Linked DNA regions of Mus musculus: region 2 is linked to region 1. Evidence: chromatin contacts called from public Micro-C data. All regions are on one chromosome and are shown on one strand. Each heading gives the region's core, a stretch centred on a gene start, on an enhancer-like site or on the middle of the called end of the contact. The rest is flanking DNA. Distances are from core to core; before and after follow the strand shown.

Region 1 (7,233 bases), core at 3,048-5,547:
AAGGGCCTTGCCTAGTTATATTTAAGGAAACAAGTCTACCTGCTTGGAGAGTGCTTCAAGCACAGGAAAAAGGCCCAGAAAGACAAGGAAGTGTTCCACTCTCCTTATTTAACTAGGGGGGTGAAAAAAACAAGGTGACAATTTCAAAGCCATGTGGTAATAAAGCAGGTGTAAGTAATGCTATCCCCCACCTTACAGCTAGGGGAAGGAACACATTTCCATAAAAGTTATAGAGCTGTCAGGGGGACACCAAATGCTCCCTTCTTATGGCTGTTATGTTTTATCTGTAAAGCTTGGAAACGGTGTTACTATGGTGATTTAATACTATGTTTTAAAGGGGGATTATATGATTAATTTTAACAAGGTTGAAAAGTGAAGATGTGTGAGAAACAAGATTCTAGCTCACATAATTAAAGTGATCCAGGAGAAAAGTGAGCCTCAGTGGGGGAGGGGAAGCCTGTTTTTATTAAAATACTTAATGCAACAGGTTTAGAAAAGTCCAAGATACAAATAAGGTCACGTTTTTGTGAACTGTTACTATGTGATCCTACCAAATGTGATTCATTATTTTGCTTTTGAGACTTGATGTTATTCCTAGAATGTGCAAAATGAAAACTAGAAAAGAAGGCTATTGGTAGGACTAAAAAACAAAACAAAAAACGATCTCTAGGAAAAGGACCCAGTATGAAAACGACTTGACCTGCAAATTGGCTTCCATTAATTTCCTACTCTTCTCACTACCATTAAAAAATGGTCTTTAATTCCTAGCCAAATGGATGGACCTGGAGAGCATCATCCTGAGTGAGGTAACACAATCACAAAGGACCTCACACAATATGTACTCACTGATAAGTGGATACTAGCCCAAAACCTAGGATACCCACGATATAAGATACAATTTCCTAAACACATGAAACTCAAGAAAAATGAAGACTGAAGTGTGGACACTATGCCCCTCCTTAGAAGTGGGAACAAAACACCCATGGAAGGAGTTACAGAAACAAAGTTTGGAGCTGAGATGAAAGGATGGACCATGTAGAGACTGCCATATCCAGGGATCCACCCCATAATCAGCATCCAAACGCTGACACCATTGCATATACTAGCAAGATTTTATCGAAAGGACCCAGATGTAGCTGTCTCTTGTGAGACTATGCCGGGGCCTAGCAAACACAGAAGTGGATGCTCACAGTCAGCTAATGGATGGATCACAGGGCTCCCAATGGAGGAGCTAGAGAAAGTACCCAAGGAGCTAAAGGGATCTTCAACCCTATAGGTGGAACAACATTATGAACTAACCAGTACCCCTGAGCTCTTGACTCTAGCTGCATATGTATCAAAAGATGGCCTAGTCGGCCATCACTGGAAAGAGAGGCCCATTGGACACGCAGACTTTGTGTGCCCCGGTACAGGGGAACGCCAGGGCCAAAGGGGGGGAGTGGGTGGGTAGGGGAGTGGGGGTGGGTGGGTAAGGGGGACTTTTGGTATAGCATTGGAAATGTAAATGAGCTAAATACCTAATAAAAAATGGAAAAAAAAAAAATGGTCTTTAAAAAAGTATGCATGACCACACTATAAGATCAAAGAAAGATTCATTACTGATCAGCTTGATACAAAGCCCAGCCCAGTTACCTCTACCTGGCCCTTAACTTAGCAAGTTCCTTAAAAACAGCTTTCAGCAACTCAGTTTCTATACATGGAATAATCGTGAGGAGCTATCACTCAACCCAAAGTATGTTTTAGGAATCAGTGGGATAATCATTTATCTTAAAAGGCCAATCCTTAGTAGAAATAATTAATAAAAGGTAGGAGGCAAGCTGCTTTAACTTATTGAAGATAAAATTCACAGGAAGGTCATGATTTACAGAGACTCCCTGACCAATTCAGCTTTTTAACACCTGAGCAGTCCTCTGGGGGACCAAATGATTCAAGTTTGCATTAAAATGAATGATTCTTTATGGGATGTTGCAATTTAGAAGGAGACACTTATTATTCTCAATCAAGTCACCTTTTTAATTCCTAGAAGAGTTGAAGTACAGGTCATCAAGAACACAAAAGCAGTAGACTCAATTTTTTTCTCTCCCCTTGGACAACATCCAAGAAACTAAATCTGTCAGGGGCAGTCAAACAGAGGTTAACTTGAAGGGTTCTGAATCTCCAGGGAATGTATCACTCGCTCCGCTAACTGTGGTAGTCTAGGAAAGTATTCACTGTTTTTCATAAAAAATGACTAGGGGGTCTGCTTCCTCAAAAACTACAATTCGTTTCCTTTTAATATTAGCATCTGTAATTTCTACAAGAATCAGAGACTTCCCAATGATTAAAGCTAAAGGAACCATAGGAACCACTGATCCAATTTTCTTGTTTTATGGGTGGGAAAACTGAGGCTTAGGGTTTTGTTTTGGTTTTCAAAGTAATTAGGACTAGGTCAAAAATCCAAGCCACATTGTGGTTCAATGTCCTTTCCATCCTGCCATGCTGCTCTAAACACTAGGCCAGCCCTCCCCTAGAAGTCTCACCTCGGGTTAAGGAACTAAATTATGATAAGAATGCAAAGTTGTCTTGGCAAATGGACTGTGCATCTCATTAAGCTCCAGAAAGCATATTTGAACACCAGCAAAAATAAGCCTAGCTGACCAGGACCCGGATCACCCTTAGGTACTCCTCCCACACTTAGAATGTACAAAACAAGGGAACAGATCAAGAACGAAGCCCAGATTGTAACTGTCATGCTACTCTATTAATGCTCATCAGCTGTTCAAGGTCCTTCTCACCCTATTTTGTTTAGTATCAGAGTTGCAAGAACAGCATGAAGTATGTGGAGACAAAGTGTGAGTGAGTCCAGTCATTCAGTAAGAAATGAGATTTTTACATGTCAGACTTACTTTAAGCTTACCCATTTTACATACTGAACTACAACTACACAGGGTGATATAGTATGTGCTGGAAATATATGCTAAACAACAAAAACAAAAACCTTATAACTCACATGGCTGACTATCAAATTGGACAGCAGCTTCTCAGAGATGTCAACACTGACTCAAAGGCTGAGATGGAATGGCCACACCAGGCTCAAGAAACTGGGTATTTCCAGCAAAGGAAAAAGCTATGCAAAGATCTTTGGAGTTGAAAGGAACTGGGCACGTGTAGGAAAGAAAAGCATATGGGGGTCACCCTAAAGCACAAAAGACGATCAGTAGCATCACATGCGTTGCTACATAAATTGAGAACCAGGCCATGCAGAATACCTCAAACATGAGTCATATTAGATATTACCTCTTTTGGGTGAATGTGGATGCGGTGGGTGTTTGGAGTAATAAAAGGCTACTTAATACTTCTAATCAAAAGAAAAGCACTCATCTCAAATTTCTAAAACAACGTCAAGCACAGAGTTGAACATACTAGTTAGGAAAGCCACAAAAATGTTTGAGTTGGAGGCAAATATTCAGAAGTCATTTGAACACAGGTAATACTGAACACTACAGAAATGATGAGTAAAATAACTCAGAGAGACAGAAGAGTATCTAGGACTCATTTACAGAAATATCAGTTGAGCAGTAGATGGAAAAGGGACCATAAAAGGAAAAAGAAACTACCTCCAGGCAGAACAAACAGAAGGGAAGGTCACCTGTCCTGATATATCAAGATGGGAAAGGAAAATGTCTATCTCTGTGAGTGATAAGAAGGCCTTGGGTGGCCATGATAAGAACAGTTATAGCTGAAAGACAAAAAGCAGGAGAAGCTGAATGGGGCTGAGGAGCAAGTTAGCTGTTATAGAGGATTTTTGCAAGCACTACAGAACCAGACAGTAATTGGGTGAGGTGAGTCAAAGGCCCGTACTGCTTTGGGATGAGAAATACCAAAAGTTGATTTTAAGCCACTGAGAATAACACAGAAGAGAGAAGACAAAATAGTGAGAGCTGTGTTTTATATAAGATCTTCTATGCATAAACTGTGTAAGGACAAGCTACTGTATATCTCTGATCTCTTCTGTAAAAATCAACCATCACACTGCAAAGTGATTTTAAGGTTTATAAATCAAGAATACAGAGCAACTAGCACATAGTACACAATGAAAACTACCTAGACTAGTATAATTATAAAATGCATGGCCCGAACTAAAACACTGTCACTCTTGCCCACTGTAGCTTACTTAGAATCACCTGAATAGCTAGCTGTCTACTACCAAACTATCCTGTCCTGGAGTTTGTGGACCACAAAACTTTCCTATATATACACATGTTGCATTTGCCAGAGCCTCAAGCTTTTTATCATCCCTGCTCAGAAGACCAAGTGTTGAGAACAGCACCCTCCCAAGAGTTCTGGACAGGAGCAATAAATTTACCAACTGCTAGAAAGAGTGTAGCCCTTATCTGCTCAAGAAAACCACCAGACATTTCTAAGAAAAAACAAAGATCTGCCCAGACCTTATCTACCTAAGTCTGACAAATTAAATTATCACTAACCACAAAATTTAAACATATCAAAACTAGAGGAACTATAGAGAACCTAGCTCAAAGGACAGGAGTCATTTGCCTCCCTCCTGGATGTGACATGTCAAGGGGAACATCCCAAGGGCATTGCTCGTTAGGCCACCCCACACCCTGTCAGCAGGGCCAATAGCCATGCTACTCTCTAATGCTGTGGAAGTGACCATAAGCCACAACTCAATCTACCATTTACACTAAAGGACTAAAATCCAGCAGAACAAACATATGAAACAGAAACAGAAATACATGAAGGTCTACACTAATGCACTAACCAAGACAACACTGTACCTATGGGGGAGCCATTTCTTCAGTTACCTAAATTTTCTACTTTTCTACATGTTGTTTCTATATATTGTTTTCAAAATAAATTACTTTATGCTGTGTTAGTTAATGGCTGCAGTATGGTAAGGAGGAAAAAAAATGTAGAATTAGAGGTAGCAGCAAAATGAGGGGCTTGAAAAACAGTTTCCTCCACAAAGTAAAAGCAGAACCTTGAACACAGCACATATGTGAACCTAGCTGGGCCTTTGCTGCTCACATGCAGAACATCAAGCATGGTGACAATATAAATAGCTTATGTTTCAACATAAGAACACTGTACACAGCGCCCAGCAGATAGCAGATACCAGTTCAAGTGTCAAGTAGTAGCTGAGCCTCTCTGCATTTGTGGCTGCATCCAAAACCACAAAATGGTGTCATTTCATTTTGTACGCCTGTCGTTGGTGACTATAGAACAGAGGCATGCCTCTCACATCCTCTGAGAAAGTGCTTTCAGCACTAACAGTGAACCCTTCTTGAGACAATGCAAGGACTCAGTGGTTACTTTACTCCTCTGGCACCAAGGGCTTGAAGACAGTAGTGGGTAGAAAGAAACCTGGGCAGGAATGAATTCCTTCCCCAGCACTGTGACTGTGGTTATGATGGATCTTGACCTCTCTCCTGTAAAATGGAATGTCCTAGGCAGATGCTGCACTCTCAGACCCTGTAGTCGCATTCTTAAGAGCCTCCCGTCCCTAGTCTCTCATGGTACATGGCAGCCTCCCCAGCAGGCTCCATCTGCTCTGGCTGTACATCTCCAGGCTCACTCAGGGTTTTCTCCTCTGCTTTGCTCTGTGGTGCATATGGGGTGTTAGGCTCACTTTTCTCCATACCTACTTCTTACTGGCCTGGCAGACTCAACACAAGTCTCACCCACTACAACAAGTCCTCTGTGAGCATGTTACTCTTCTGTTACCACCCCATCCTTTCAAACAGTGTTTAAAATGCCTTTACAGAATGTCTTGAATTAAAACTGGGAAATGCACAGAGCAAAGAGCTTCAAATTTGAGACCATTTCTATATTCTGCATCTACCTCAACACAATGGGACCTGTCCTGAATAAGCATTTGATTACATAACAGGTGGAAATCTGGCCACTGCTGAAAGAGTAGGGGAAGGAGTAACCAGTCAGGGAAGCACTTGACTAGAATCAGGCACTCAGAGCTAATTTTTCTTCCTTTCCCCCACCCCCTACTCTCTCTATTTTTGGTGACTACTCTTTCTCTACAAGGTAGTCTAGTGGGAGATGAAATTTAGGACAGATTATAAGCCTAATAGGACATTGGATGAGTCATAATCCTCCACACTCAGACAATTTCAAATGAAGAACACGTTGTTGCTCTTCTCTCTTACAGCCAGATGATAAAATGAGGTAATACATGAGAAAGGCTCTCTTCTACAGAGCTACCAGCATTATTATTTTTGATAAGTCCTAGTTTCAGAGAGAACAACCTTAAAACAGCACAAGAGATGGCAAGACATCAGTGCTGACAGGAGATTTGATGATGACTGTGCAAGTCCCACTCTTGGTACAGAATAGAGTGTCAGAAGGTTGCATGGCTGTTCCCTAAGGTAGAAAGACACAGAAGCAGAGATCAGGAAGAGCCATTACCCAGGCACTGCTCATCTCTCGCCCATGCTGCTCTATCCGCTAAGTCAATCAGTTCCATAGACCTGAGCACACTTGTAGACCTCAGAATTTGGGTTCATTTATTTGACACTGCTAACAACTAATTAAAAAAAAAAACCTGACATCAAAACCTCTGTATTTCTCATAAATGAGTCTAATTGTGATGATCTCTTCTATATTAAAGTATGTCAACCTAAGAGGTACAAAAGAAGAGAAAATACAATCTCCCAAATAAAGTGGGATATTTTTTATTTTGCTTTTTTGAAGCATCTGTAGAAGTCATTTTAAGGAATATAATACAATATTAAGACAAACTATTGCATATTGAATATCAAAATAATGTTGCAAAAGAAAAAAATAAAGAGCACCACTTGTATGAGTGATTTGCACAGATGTGTTTTACAAGAAAAGTAGTTTTCCGGTAACAGTAAGGAAACCTCCAATGTTACAGGTAACAAAAAAGAGACAGAAAGACAGAGAGGGGGAAGATATTTCAGAACTATCCCTGAAGGGGTGCTACTTTTATTCTATTTCAGAACAAAATCATCCAGATGATCAGGTAATTAGGATGGTATGTGCAGAATAAATGAGAGCTATGTATTTGTATGTACTCATGTACATACTACATTTCAGTGGGAAGTGTCGCCTAATATTAGTTTACAAAGTTAATTAAAGAACACTTATCCAAGAAAATCACCATTCTAACAAACAGTCCTATCAAGATGTCTTCTTATATATTTTGTTAAATGTCTAGCTACATTAATTTGTATAACTGTGGTTTTTCATAATTTGTAA
Region 2 (7,233 bases), core at 2,291-4,790, 250 kb after region 1:
GGGTTAGGGGGCAGGGTGGGGCTTTGGGGCTGTTCCGGCAGAGAGGGTGGCTGCCTGTCTTGGAGCTATCCCAGGAGGCAAGGCCCTAGGGACTGGGGAGGGGGCGGAAGCCGGAGCAGAGGTGGGATCCGGCGGAGTGAGGAGCGCAGACATCCTGCGGGGGCGACTGCCAACAGACAGGTCAGCTCCCTAGGGAGACAAGAGCCGCAGGCATCGGAGGTGGGACCTGGGGTCCTGCCTGGGAGCGTCGCAGCCGGGCAGAGAGCGCCCCCTGGCGGTGCACCTCGGCATTGCCCCGAGTCTCTAGTTTCTCCTCTTCCTTGGTAGCCTAAGGAAGGTCTCAGGGTGAAATCCCCCAGAGACATCAGAAACAGGAGACCCTTTCCAGGCTGAGGGTACTGTCATCAGCAAACCTGGAGTGATCATGGATCATGGTTAAGTGCCTGAGTGTACCAACTTCTGCAATAGGTGAAGTGGAGAGCTGAGAGAGTGCCAAACCCAGGGCGTCTGGACTGGCACACAGATTTCCACATGTCTGCCTAACTTTTAGACCCCTTCTCCAAGCCTTTGGGCAGAGCTTTTCTGGACCCCAGTGTGAGGGACACCCCAAAAATGGGAGGGATGGAGAGCTGCAAGTTATTATCCTTGGCCTGTGGGATACTCTGCTATTAGTAGTCTCCCTGCTGAGCAGTGTGTGTGTGTGTGTGTGTGTGTGTGTGTGTGTTGCTTAGTGTGCAGGGCTGCTTGCATTTGCAGAGATGCATATGCATATACATATGATGTGTGTGTGTCCGGTGTGTGTTTCCACATCTAGGAGCATGTTTGTGATAAAGCACACCAAAGTGCAAGAGTGTTTGTATGTGTTTGGGTCCAGTGTGTTCCTGAATCTGGGCTCATCATCTGTCAAGTCGGTGTTGATTCCGGCTGACTACTCAGGTCTGTATGGGCCACAGGACACTACCTGTTCATGGCATACTGGGTGGGGGTTAGTGTATTGACGGCAAGGAGGGGTGACCACCATTATCACCTTCCACACAGCATACGGCTAGCTGATCCCCTGCCCTGCCCGAGGATCACCCTCGTCGTCCCCCTCCCCCACCTCCCTTCCATGTTTAGCACTTCAAGTTTCCTTTGAAAGATGAGAAATCAAGGTTTACAGGGTAGAGTTTAAGGACCCTTGGGCAGAGGTCACCGAGCAGATCCCTGCTCAGCCTCCAGGTCTCAGCCTGAATTCTTTCCTCTCCCAGAAGGGCCCTGGGCACCCTCTGCCCAGTCTGGAGAAGGGGTGGGGACAGGTTTCAGGGCTGGGCTCTGCAGAGAGAAGTACACAAAAGGCCCAGTGTCTGCCCTGCCTCCCTCTCCTGGCCCTGCTCTTCTTGGGGAGGTGAGGGAATGTCCATCACCAGGCTGCAGAGAGGTGTGTGACATTCCTGCTCAGCAAGGGACCAGTCTGGGTAGTGGACTCACTTGCCCACACCAGCCTTCAGATGACTCTTCATGGGTGGGATGAGGAAGCACAGCTCCTGCCTGAATTTGGGGCTCCGGCGCCAGCTCTTGGCTGGCGCTCACCCAGACCCAAAGTGCTCCAGCTTGTCCTGTTCTGAGGAGGGATAGATGAGTAATTGAGATCAGGATGATACCAACAGAATGTACTAATAGGAGCATGTTCACCGCTACTGTTTGCTGAGGCCTGACTTTGAGCCCCTGTTGGGCGCTGTATACGGGCTCTGGAAGGCTAGGAGACCCAATATTAGGGTCTCGGACAGCCTGCTTCCCAGCTCTGTGACATTTGGGCAAGTTGCTTAACATTGCTTTGCCTCAGTTTCCTCTGCTTTAAAACAACAAATTATTATATATATATATATATATATATATATATATATATATATATATATATAAATAGTCAAGCCAGGTGTGGTGGCTCATGGCTCTAATCCCAGCACGTAGGAGGCAAAGGCAGGTGGTACTCTGAGGTCAGCCTGGTCTACATTGTGAATTCCAGGCCAAGCCAGGGTTACATAGTAAGACCTTGTCTCAAAATGCGGGTAGGAGTAGAAAGGCTGGAGAGATGGTTCAGCAGTTAAAAGTACAGGCTATTATTTTTCTAGAGTTTAAGGTTCAGTACCCAGTACCCACACACAGATGAATAACCGTCTATAACTCCAGGTCCAGAAGATCCAAAGCCTAATCCTGGGCCCCTGGGCACTGCACACATGTGGTGCACATACAAGCGGGCAAAAACACCCATATATATCAAATTTTAAAAATCTTTAAAATTAAAAAAAAAGAAATTAAGTTTAACAGTAGCTCCTATTTGGGGATCTCCTTGGTGCCTTGTGGCCACCTAGATGGTAGGTCTTGTTATCTTCACTTGATGATGAAGTAACAGACTGATCTATTTGAAACAGTCTCTTAAAAAGGACTGCCCAAGCTGAGCCTTGACTCTAGCCTGATACAAAGTTTGGTCTCAAATGGTTCCTGTTTGTAGCATTGACCGGGCAGTTCCTAACTGGTTGGTACAACTCTCTGAGCCAAGAAAGGGTTTCCCCATGAATCACTTATTTGATTCTGTCCAGATCCTTAAGAAGGGTATTTAACATTACCCACATGTTGCTCTCCCTCCCTTCCTGGCTTGTGCCCCCTAGAGTACAGTATCGGAAATTCATCCACTTCTAGGTACTCTAGGTATAGGGCGCAGAGGGAACTAATGTAGACTTGTGAATGAAGGACACTGGACACCCGAGCCAGGGCAGAGATTTGAGAGAAGCCACCTGAAAAGCAAATGTCTGAGTTGGAGTGGAAGGGGCAGGTGTGACACACACCCCTACACACACACACAATCTATATCTACAGTGACACGTGCTAGTGTGCTAGACACAGTTGGGTGTGATTTAAGGGCTTTGTAGTCATCTCTTTTAATCCTCAGAATGTTTCATGTAATTCTGAAAACTTGTTTAGTACAAGTAACATCAACCTGGTTTTCCAGATAAAGAACTTTGGGTCCGAGCCCACAAGGCTACGCAGCTAGCTGAGCTGGACCGGAACTCTGGTCATCCACACGCCTTCTGCCAAAGCCAGGAGGGAACTGAGAAGTGCCCCTGCAAAACTGCGGGCCTGGCCTGGCTCTCCTTGGCTTCTAGAACCAGGAAAGGAGGCTCCAGGTGTAACTATGACGGCCCCCCACTTTCCTCTTGGCTCACTCGGGGTTCCCACAGCTCTCACCCCCGCTGCCCCAAGCAGGGCTGGGCTTGCAGCAGGATAACTGGGTCGGGCACCTAGGTCCAGGGTGAAATATCAGATGACACCTGCAGGGTGGCCTGGATTTAGATGAACCCCGAGAGCCGCTCTTGCAGCCTGGATGTAGCCCCTACTCCTCGACCGGCCGAACCCAGAGACGGAGGGTGGGGGGCGGAGAGGCGAAGGGGTGTGTGTGCTGTGGCCTGCTGAGTACCCCCTGGGGCTTCCTCAAAGCAAGCCAGGAACCGCCTACCACCGAGCCAGTGCGTTGTTTTTCCATCAACAAGCGGCTTACGTAAACTCCCCGCCGCCTCCCAGGGCTGCCAGCGCGGGGGAGGCGCCCTATCTGATCGGGTCTCAGCCAGTGTAGGGGTATCCTGCGTGCCCAGACACAGGCCACCAGCACTCAGGAGGGAGAGCAAGGTCCCCTTCCCCACACCCACTTGGGGGACCCCACCTTCATCTTGCGATTCCACTGTCCTGTCCTGCAAGGAAAACCTCTTCACCTGCCCGCAATGAAGAGCATGTCCTAGAGAGACGGCCAGATGGCCAGCCACCAGCTCACCTGCTCTGCACTCCTTCTTAGTGGGGCATGGGGGTTGGGGAGCAGATTGGTATCTGATAGTGAAGACCAGAGCAGCAATAAAAAAGAAACCCACAAAGAAAACAAAAAACGTGTTTTGTTTAGAAAACTTTTCAAAATCATAGAAAAGTCATTATAGACCATGAACATGCCCATCCTAAAGTTCCCAGTTTTTAAACTTTTGCCTCTTTCCAACCCCTTCTCCAAGGTATCTTTGAATCAAGGGCATATTATTATTCCCATTTTACAGATGGTGACGTTGAAGTTGAAGTAATTTCTCCAAAAGACCCAGGGGAGCTGGAATTAGACTTACACATCTCAGCTGAAAAACAGTTTACCCTGTGTTTTTCTTAATTTTTAGAACTACATTTGTGTGTGTGTATGTGTGTGTGTGTGTGTGTGTGTGTGTGTGTGAGAGAGAGAGAGAGAGAGAGAGAGAGAGAGAGAGAGACCCCATCTGAGTGCATATGGTGGTCAGAGGACAACTTTCCAGAGTCTGTACCTACCTCCCATCAGGTGGGGGCTAAGATGGCAAGCACCTTTATCTGCTGAGACAACTCAGCCCTCCCCACCTCTGTCCCTCCCCCTCCCCTCAACTTCCCTATCTCCCCACCACCCCCACACACCCGTACACTCACTTTGCATTTTTAAAGTTATATTCCCCTACTTCCCCCATGACTACTATACACATAGTCTATGCAGATACCCAGAGCTTTTCCTATCAGTTTCCTTATCAAGATCTTTCCACAGACACCCTTCACACAGGGCTTTTGTTCAGTGTGCACGACTCTGAGCTTTGCCATAGAGATTTTTCCATATAGGAAATTAAAAACTCCTCTGTTCCTTTAAACCAGTGTATATTATTCCACTGAATAGACAGTTGAATATGCGCCCTTCACTAGCTCCCTGTGGGTGAGGAACCAGGCTGCTTCCAGACTGTTAGCATAAGCAGAACTGTGGCAAATGATCTGCATTAGGACAGCGAACTGTGTATGTATGGGGATATTTGCATGGTGGATTCCTAGAGATGAAAATTGTGGGTTAAAGGGTATGCAGATTTTTAATTTACTCAGATATTGCCAAATCTCTCCTCCGGGAGGGTGCCCCAGTGTTCCCTCCCACTTACAATGAATGGAAATGCTTCTCTCCCACACCCGTGCCAACACAGCGTGTTATCAAACTTTCTGATCTTTGTCAATCTGTTAGATAGAAAATGGTATCTCAGAGCTGTAATCTCTTCTCTCCTGCTACAAGGGAGGTTGACCGTGTTTTCATCTGACTAAGAATCATTTACGTTTCCTTTCCTGGGAACTGTTTGTCTATCTCCTCTGCCTATCTTTTTAATTAGGTTGTCATTCCCCCCCCCCCAATACGTAGGAGCTCTTAAAATAACAGAGATAGCAGCCTTTTGTCAATAACATATGATATGTCTGTAATGTATGTGCCTTTTGACTTTGTTTATATCATTTTCTCTTGTGGAAATAGAAATAATTTTATGTGGCTAAACGTATCCATCTTTTCATTTATAGATTCAGAGTTTTGTTTGAAATTCATTTTCCAAAGGACTTCAGGAAAAAAAAAGAAAAAAGAAAGCTGACAGCGGTAGTGCAAGCTTTTAATCTTAGCATTCAGGAGGCAGAGGCAGGAGGATCACTAGAGTTCGAGGCCAGCCTGGTCTACAGAGTGAGTTTCATGGCAATCAGAGCCACACAGAGAAAACCTGTCTGGAAAAACAAAAATAAAATAAAATAAAATAAAATAAAATAAAATAAAATAAAATAAAATAAAATAAGAGTTCACCACAGGAATGGCTTTAAAAACAAATTCTCATTGTCTTTATTCCAGAGTTTGTTCTGTTGTATGGTGTGAGGCTGGGATTTGGCTATTTCTCCGTAGGTGGCTATCTGGCTTCCTCTCAACCATATATATCTTTTTTTTTTTCTTTCTAGTGGTGCAAACAAGTGGACACACACACAAATACCTGAGACTGTAGGTTCATAACCCTGCCTTTACACTTCCCAAACTGAGATCACAGGTGGTTCCAGCACACCTCTTCTTGAACTTTGTATTTGTGGAATTACACAGTGAGTACTCCTAAGTGAACAGGAATGGTGGGGTCCCTTACATGGATGCTCTTGCTACTGTGATAGATCATTTCCATTTCGTTGCTATATAATACTTCATTATAGAAGCCCACTACAAGTCTTTTATCTAGTCTTTTCCTGTGGGTGTTTAAGTTACTTCCAGTTCGGGACCTGTGTTAGTTACTTTTTTATTGCTGTGAAGAGACACCGTGACCAAGACAACTTAGAAAAGAAAGGTCTATATGTTGGCTTGCTTTCAGTTTTAGAGGGTTAATTCATGATCACCATGACAAGGAACATGGTGGCAGGTGGGTAGGCACGGTGCTGGAGCAGTAGCTAAGAATTTATAATCCTGATACACAGCAGCAGTTATAGAGAGTGAGACTGGGTCTGACGTGGACTTCTAAAACCTCAAAGGCCACCCTAGTGACACACCTCCTTCAACAGGACCACACTTCCTTATCCTTCCCAAACAGCCAGTCAACTGAAAAACAAAACAAACATATGAACCTATGGGGGCCATTGTCATTCAAACCATAGGATCACTTTGAACAAGGCTTCAGTGACCGTGTGTATCAGGTCTTATGGTGGTTTCATGCATTTATACCTTGGGCCTATATTCAACTTTGAATTGCTGGGTCATGTATATGTTTAGAAAGAGCAGGTACTTACTACTTTGGTTACACATTTTTGGGGGGGGGGTGGTTCGAGACAGGGTTTCTCTGTGTAGCTCTGGCTGTCCTGGAACTCACTTTGTAGACCAGGCTTGGCCTCGAATTCAGAAATCTGCCTGCCTCTGCCTCCTGAGTGCTGGGATTAAAGGCGTGCACCACTACGCCCAGCTTGGTTACACATTTGTAAAAATCAATGTGACTAAATGTGCATGAGCTCTAAAGCGCCTTCTCCAGGGCACTTCTGGTCCCTTTCCCATGGAGGTCAGAAGCCCTGATTTCATCTCCTGCCTTCCCACCCTCCTCTTAACCACCCACTGTGGTCTCTAGGCACTGAACTGGGCCCTGTGTACACAGGTGACTTGAGTGTAACGAAGTGAGTCATCACACAAACATTATTAGGTTCCTACCTGTCCATTTGACTGTTTCCCCACCAGGGGCAAGAAGCTGCATGAGCAGTTTGGAAAGTATGTTTGGTGTGGTCCATCTCTGGGACCATGGAATCCTCAGAACATTCAGGTCACAGGAACAGAGGGCAATGTCACAGGCATATGCAGATGCCCCTACCATGTGTTCAAATGAACAGTCAACAACCACAGCTTGCTGGCTGGGAGCCATGTGGCTTGTAGTAACAACAACAGAGATGATAATTTGGGTT

The links. A called contact is a pair of places that touch in the nucleus more often than the background predicts.
Region 2: a Micro-C map of the G1E-ER4 cell line shows a contact between it and region 1, with 4 times the contacts expected there. The contact joins two enhancer-like sites. A contact is called at or near these places in 4 of 39 promoter capture datasets (the C10 cell line, embryonic stem cells, liver and 1 more), 2 of 15 datasets of contacts at CTCF or cohesin (large pre-B cells and pro-B cells), 10 of 484 Hi-C or Micro-C datasets (the G1E-ER4 cell line, the HL-1 cell line, bone marrow-derived macrophages and 3 more), 6 of 115 datasets of contacts at active chromatin or transcription factors (embryonic basal ganglia, embryonic forebrain, embryonic limb bud and 3 more) and 1 of 9 other capture datasets (embryonic stem cells).

What each region holds. Positions count from the first base shown.
Region 1 is chr2:38,128,069-38,135,301 of GRCm38.p6, forward strand. All of the region lies in intron 4 of Dennd1a (DENN/MADD domain containing 1A), which reads right to left. Among named protein-coding and RNA genes, the nearest start is that of Dennd1a, 160 kb to the right of the region's middle. Within about 2 kb of position 4,298, at least 28 of the 459 cell types and tissues checked have an H3K27ac peak or open chromatin away from gene starts, as enhancers often do. A contact at or near this core is called in the G1E-ER4 cell line, where this site is marked.
Region 2 is chr2:38,375,886-38,383,118 of GRCm38.p6, forward strand. No RefSeq gene overlaps it. Among named protein-coding and RNA genes, the nearest start is that of Gm13584, 11 kb to the left of the region's middle. Within about 2 kb of position 3,541, at least 39 of the 459 cell types and tissues checked have an H3K27ac peak or open chromatin away from gene starts, as enhancers often do. A contact at or near this core is called in the G1E-ER4 cell line, where this site is marked.